Linked DNA regions of Rattus norvegicus: region 1 is linked to region 2. A link is a contact called in public Hi-C data. All regions are on one chromosome and are shown on one strand. The core of a region is the stretch at or near the end of the contact, and the rest is flanking DNA. Distances in the headings are between cores, read along the strand shown.

What was found. Hi-C and Micro-C count contacts between places; a contact is called where the count stands out from the background.
Region 1: a contact with region 2 is called in a Hi-C map of hepatocytes, with 1.9 times the contacts expected there. The contact joins two enhancer-like sites. A contact is called at or near these places in 2 of 12 Hi-C or Micro-C datasets (hepatocytes and kidney).

The regions. Positions count from the first base shown.
Region 1 is chr17:27,421,958-27,425,285 of GRCr8, forward strand. The region is part of intron 1 of Tpi1l2 (triosephosphate isomerase 1 like 2); the gene reads right to left. Among named protein-coding and RNA genes, the nearest start is that of Rreb1, 220 kb to the left of the region's middle. Within about 2 kb of position 1,929, at least 3 of the 93 cell types and tissues checked have an H3K27ac peak or open chromatin away from gene starts, as enhancers often do. A contact at or near this core is called in hepatocytes, where this site is marked.
Region 2 is chr17:27,200,074-27,203,691 of GRCr8, forward strand. The region is part of intron 1 of Rreb1 (ras responsive element binding protein 1); the gene reads right to left. Among named protein-coding and RNA genes, the nearest start is that of Rreb1, 6.2 kb to the right of the region's middle. Within about 2 kb of position 1,383, at least 2 of the 93 cell types and tissues checked have an H3K27ac peak or open chromatin away from gene starts, as enhancers often do. A contact at or near this core is called in hepatocytes, where this site is marked.

The DNA of each region.
Region 1 (3,328 bases), core at 679-3,178, 220 kb after region 2:
CTCAGTCATGCTCCTGTGAGCCCAATAAACAAAATGTTACCAAGACAGACTCCTGTAGAATTGTTACTTTGCCTGTGGTTGGTGCCCTATCTGCAGTGAGCAGAAGTTGGGTCACCTCTCCCCAGGAAAAGTTAATGCAACGACTAGACACAGGATGAAGGGTGGGGAATGCGAGCGCTCCCATCTCGGGTGTCCTGGATCGCGGATACCTGACCCACTGATACCCGCTCCCGTGGAACGAACCGGTACAGCACACGTGCCGTGTGTCTGTCAGCCGCTCCTAGATGACAAGGGAAGACATCTCCACTTGCTCAGTTCAGATGCACATTGTCTCTGAGAAACCGTGAGCCATGCTGTGGTGAGGGTGCAGACGGCTAGGCACACTCAGGCACAGAGAGGGAGTCCTAAGATTCCAGCGCTGACACCCAGGCCCACTGGGGATGAAAGGGCCGGAGGAGCACCTTTCATTTCAGTCCTTCCGGTTTCAGCCGGTCTTCTCTGGCCTGGTGAACAGGTTCCCACTTATCTCCAGAGGACAATTACCCCCAGAATCAGGGAACACGGTTCTGCCAGTAAGTCACGATCAGTCTTGAGAGCTTTCAGCAACCCTTTCTCCCTTTCTCCCCTCCTTCCTTCATTGCTCATCTAAGCAGTCCAGATACAAAATAAAATTAGAAGCCCCTAAGGTCCTTGATGCTCTCTGAAGCCTACCTGTTAGTAGGGGGACATGGACATTAAAGAGGATGGCTTAAAGAGAAACCATGTTAATGAAGAGGGGAGTGTGGGAAAAACTGGGAGAGCTGATGTCTCAGCTGGGGGCATGGTCTCTTGAAGGCGGGGGTGGGGGGGTGGGGGTGGGGGGGAGTGGGGGGGGCTATGGGAGGGCGGAGTGGGGGGAGCATCCAGACAAGGAGAAGGCAAATGTCCAGTCTGGAGGCTGGAGTAGTGCCACGTGGGTGGAAAGAGGACCCAGAAGAGGATGGGCAAGGAAGACTTCCAACAGACCAGACCCTGGCTGGGGAGCTCTGATCTTTGCACTGAGGGCCACAGGAAAGGTTTCAGAGTCTGGCGCGGGGAAGGAGGAGCAGGAGGAAGTACGGAAGTACGAGGGCCCTGCTGTCTGGAGCTGCAAAGCCTAATCTTCGCAGAGCCATCTGGCTGTGGTCTGCTCTGTACCAGACAGACAAACTTGAGGTCGGGGACATCAGCCAGGGTTCCCAGCGGCAGGTGCCTGAGAGGGACTTAGAGGAGAACTGGAACTGGCTGTGGCTAAAAGGCCCAGGCCAGCCTGTCTACAAAATGGAGTGTCAGATGATGGCAACACATACCCACAGGCCAGTGCGCAAGGACATCGGTAGTGTCACTCTCAGCCTGAGGCATCAAGTCTGAGAACTTGGGAGATCGTGCTGAAAGTTTTAGGATCCAAAGTCACAGAACCTGGAACCGGCCGTAAGAGGCAACAGATTCAGACTCTGTCTGGCTGTAAGGGAGGGGCCAGCTCTCCTCTGTTCCGGGGAAGCCAGCCCCAGCAGAGTGACGGTATGGTGCCCACAGTCCATCCACTCTGTTCTCTGGCAACAGCCTTGCTCTGAATGCTCCTTAATCCACCGAAGCGAACACCTCAAGTGAGCCCCCCAGCAGACAGTGGGTCACACTGACCCCGATTCTAAGGGCACGGTGTGTCTAGCTGGCAGAAGGCCGTGGGGTGTGTTCTACCTTCTGAATGAGAAAATGCTTCTGCCAGCAGCCAGCTCTGGCCCTTAGGTGTCTCAAGTCTTCTGGTTGCTGAGAGGACCTCCAGCAGCATAGATGAGAGCCAGGTCCCCTGTGTGTCTTAGCTGCCTGTTTGGTGTCACCGTGGATACAACATGCCTCCAAACTGGTGTTCCCTTTGACCACGGGGCAAGCTCCATGGTTCTCTGTCCTCAGAGGGAGGGCCGCAGGGTGTTTCATAAAACATCATTTGGATCTGCCCTGTGCTGAGCCTGCAGGGGTCAGTGTAGAGTTTCTGGGTGGGCTGTGAGGAAGTGGGGGATGGACAGTTTGTTTCTAGGTGGACTAAGAGTGTTGTTGAGGGACGGAGTCCAAGCCCAGAGATTCAAGGAAAGAAAAGGTAAATGCAGTACTTGAAGACCTCGTGTCAAGGCCAGAAGATGACCTTGGTGGGTTGCTGGTGTTTAGTGAGGCCAAACACACTGAGATGAGAGGCAGGAAGGGGTGGTTGTACAGAGCCCAAAGGTCACCAGAGACACGGTGTTAGGCTGCCAGGCATCAGAGGGAGGGAACAGTCCTCTTTTGATCCCACAAATCAAGTTGGGGAGACTGAAGAAGCACCCCAACAGTGCTGGGGAGAGAGGTGTCTCTGAGCACAGCTGATCTGAATCCTGGGTCTGTCAATCTCCGGGTGCGTGAGAGCTACTCTGAATAACAGGTGGATTTGACGTCAGCCGCCTGGTGGAGCGCATGCCCACATCAGACACTGCTCGTCTCTCTTCTCGGAGGGTGCAGTGGAGGGAGGAAGGCTGAAGAAATACCTGGATCGTTTTCCCTGCTCATTTACAGAGCTCGGTCCCATGCCGAGACACCATACACTTGTGCTGTTTACCCTTGTGGCGGAATCCGCCACAGGCATCCTGAGACACACACTTTCACCTTCTCCTTAGTAGCAATAACCTGTATTTTTAGCATGCCTTTCTGGAACAAGGGCCTGTTTTCCCAGACTCTCGGAACTAGGTGTGTCCACTGGGTAAAACCGTGGCCAGTGGACTAAAATTGGAAGCATGGTGCCCAACTTCTGGGAAGTAGGATTAAAGAAAAGGGATTCTTCTTCCTTCATGGTGCAGGATAGACTATGAGTGTGGTGGCTGGAGCTCCAGAACCAGTGTGCACTGTGAGGCAGAGCTCTGTGTTAATGGGGTGTGGTAGTTTAAAGAAGGATGGCCCCCATGGCTCATACATTTGAATGACACTAATTGGAAAGAATTAGGAAGTGTGGCCTTTTTGGAGGAAGTGTGTCACTGAGGATGAAGTTTCAAAACCCCACACCAGACCTGTTCTCTCTCTCTCTCTCTCTCTCTCTCTCTCTCTCTCTCTCTCTCTCTCTCTCTCTGCCACTTCTTCAGTGCCACATGTACCACCATGATCCCCAGTGAATGATAATGAACAAAACCTCTGAATCTGTAAGCAATCCCTTGGTTAAATGCTTTTTCATAAAAGTTATCTTGGTCATGGTGTCTCTTCACAGCAAGAGAACAGAGACTAAGACATGGGGTTCAAGCACTGTGAAAATCATGAAATGTTATGATTTTTCATTTATGTCAGATACAGA
Region 2 (3,618 bases), core at 133-2,632:
AGACAGGGTTTGGGGGGAAAAAAAACATTAAGAAAGGATTTTAGCTGGAGAAGTGTTGGAGATGCCGCAGGCCCAAGCAGAGAGGAATTACTCAGAAGGGCAGTGGTGAAGGAAGGGTAGTGAGAGCTGAGGTGAAACGGACCTGGCGCTACAGAACACATACAGAGGCAGCTGAGGGAGGAAGGTCCTTGTGCACCATGTGGAGACACTTGGATTTCTTCCTGTAGACACAAGGAGCCAAGGACTGTTTTGAAGCATGCAAGACAATACACACCACTCTGTGGACAGGGCAGGGTGAACTGCAGAAGGGAGGAACTGGTCACAGGAAATTAACTTAAGAGGCATTTGCAACACCCTCGAGGGGTTCTGCCCAATGTGAGGCCAGCCACTGAAGACAGTGGGGTGCCGGGCCTGGCTGCCTGAGGATACTGTATCCTCCTGATCCCTTTCTAGAAGGAAGGGAGATGGCTTTCATTTTTACAAGTACCTGCAGGGCGAGATGCCAGGAGGTCCCAGCTCTGGCAAAGTTGTAAAAGTAAAGAGCTGGGAGTTGCCAGTTCATAGGTGAGAGACGAGGGCAGGAAAACACCAGCGTGCTGGATGCAAGAGGACTCATCCCCCGGCAAGGTGTCTGCTGAGCTGTGGCAATGGGTACCCTTAGCACAGCTGGTCCATTGGTGAGAGAGAAAAGCTATGGTCCAGGGGCACACAACACGACTGGAAGTCCAGATCATAGTTCCCAGATCTGGGATCATAGTCCCAGATCATAGACTCCAGGCCTCGTCCTGTCTCAGTGAGACACAGTAGCAGAGAAAAAACAACGGTAAGGCTCGAAGCAAGTGGTGTTTGTGTCCCCTGACACTTCTAGACACTTCCATCTGGGGTCCCAACCAACCAGCTCCTCCCCTCCCCCATCCTGGTGCACCCTCCTTGATTCCTCCCTATCCTGTCTTGCCATAGGATAACCCACCCTCCTCTCAAGAGGGGACAACTGAGCCAAAGACTCAGGAAAACTGCCCTTGAATAAAAGATAGGCGATTATGTAAGATTTTTACAAAAATTTAAGAAACAAAATGGAGAGAGAGACTATGAGTGCCCAAAAGCATCAAGCAAGTAGGGGCTAGTTCAAACACTTAAAAAAAAAAAAAAAAGTATACTCCACAGAACTTACAAAACGAGGGAGACCTGACAGAAGGGCGGTGATGGCGAAGTTGAGCCATCTACAAGTAGGGCAGCTTTCTGTCAGTGAATCGAGGTTGTTTTAGAAGCAGAGGAGTGTTGGGACTTACCCACGACAGAGTTTTCAAAGCTACTTAACAGCACTCAGCGATTGCTCCACCCGCAAACTGTCTGTGATACTTTGAACCTGCCAACCGCGCTCCCTTACAGGCATGTCATAAAGAGCTCACCTGCTGTACGGAATGTCTCCACACAGCACATGCAGTGTGCAGCGCACGCTCGGTCTATCTGCGACAAGGTTACAGTAAATGGGGGGTGGGGGTGTCGCTGGACATACTCAGCAGAGTAGACCTGGGTCCTGAGGCCAACTACTGGAAACTAGTTTGTTTTGTTTTGTTTTTGTTTGTTTGTTTGGTTGGTTTTTTTTTTTTTTTTTTTTTTTTTTTTTTGGTCTACCTTGACTCCTGGATTTCTGAGGCTGAATGGGTAACCAAGTCTCCATTGCACAGAGGTGGAGAGAGGCTGCCCTGAGCATTGTAGGAGGTGTGCTGGCACCTCTTGTCTCTATTGCTTAAATGCTAACAACCATCCCTTCAAAGCCTAAGCCTTAAGCTTGGCTTCCTGTCTTTCTCTTCGAGCATATCCCTAGGTAAACCCCATGAAGAAGAATCTGCTTGTCATGTCTGCTCCCCACAATGGAAGCAAAAGGAGCACTCCCCACCCCACCCCCATTGAGAGAAACTTGCAGGTAAATTCGGCCAAAGGTAAAGGAACTGTACAAAATTCTGGAAAGGGAAATCTGGAGTGGATACCCATGAAGCTTCCTGAACTCAAAATATACCACTTTCTTCCATTTATAGACTTTTTTTTCTGACTTTCTGGAACTTTCATTTTATCCTATCAACAATGCTGTGAGGTAGAAAAGGTGCAGATAACCACATTCATCAGTAGCAACACAGCCAATGGGGTTTGTGTTTGTTTAATTCCCTCACACCTTCAAATTCAAGCAGAGAATTACTTCCAAAAGGGCTCTGACCTTATTTTTTAAAACACCGCCACAGAGAAGCCCACAGCATATATTAAATGCTCAGCCCTCAAAGCCAAGCTGCCTCCAACCAGCAGCTGTTTTCGGTGGGATGCTGGCCTGAAGCGAAGACTCAGGGGTCAGGATGGACCTCGCTGTAAATTCATGTTGTTCTGAGAATTTTTGCTAACCGTCTTGACAACCAAAGACTGACACTTAGCCTGAAAAGCTAAAGAGGGGCAGAGGGTGTAAAAGAAACTCAACTGCTAGCCTATCAAACGCTTTTGTAACAATCCTTCCCCAGTCTTGGAATGGGGGGGGGGGGTAAAAAGGATGAAATACCAAGCAAGCTCAGGGGAAAAACAAATAGAGCATTTAAAAGCTTTATCTAATTACCCCCACGGAGACTTTTTCTCCTCAGTCTGGCTGTCTGACAAAACCAGTGGGGGATTTCATTCTCCTTCTCCACCTGGTGAGTCGGTGAGTGAGCTCCTCGGCCTCAAGGGGCCCTCAGGTGAATTGCCACAGAAGCAGTCAGTCCCTGGACCCTGGCCTTCAGAGAGGTTTTCAAATTCTCTCAGCGTTAGTTGCCTGAATCACACAGAACAAACAGTCTCTGCCCTCCCACTGCTTTGTCTGAAGCACCTATTCACAAGCTGCCACCTTTACTGATGGGCAGACAGACGGGTAACCTGCAGCCCACAGGCTCATCTACCCAGGGATGCTAGATCACAGGTCTCCCTGCCCCTCCTCCCTACCCACCTCCCCGCCCCCTTCAGCTGCCAACGAGCAGGATGAAATCTCCGGGCATGCTCAGTTGCCCTTCAGACCATGTTGGGCACCCAAGGGACGTGACAAGAGAGACCTTGAGAAAAGCTGGGCTGATGACACAGTCCAACGAGACTAACTGCTAACTAGGAAAAAAAGCTCCTCCCCATCTTCCTCATTCTTCTACCTCTGCAATAAAGAAAACACCAGCAGCCAGGTTTCCCTTCCTTGGTCGGCTTGCCATGTGGGAGTGGGGGAAGTTGAAAGTAAATGATGCATTTCAGAAAGCACATCTTATACTTCCCTCCGGGTTCAGATGGTACACCTTTTACCTCGGATCTATCCGCACCCCTGGGCGTGGAGATCGTTCTCTGACCCTGCGAGCATTTGAAAGAGGTACTTGACTGTCTCTACCCTAGAAGCACAATCTGAATCTAAAAATCGAGAGGAAGAGAAAAGAGAACCTGTCTCTCAATCTCTTAATTATATTTGAATATAAAAAATATGACTCAACAAGGCCTACTTGATAGGTCAGGAAAACACACATAACCTTGAGGCAGGGAAGCTTCTGGCTTTGCAGCAGGCCTGCCACTCAACAGAAGCGATAGTTTCCAGCCACCAGTTCAACCCCACTTGCATCTATCATC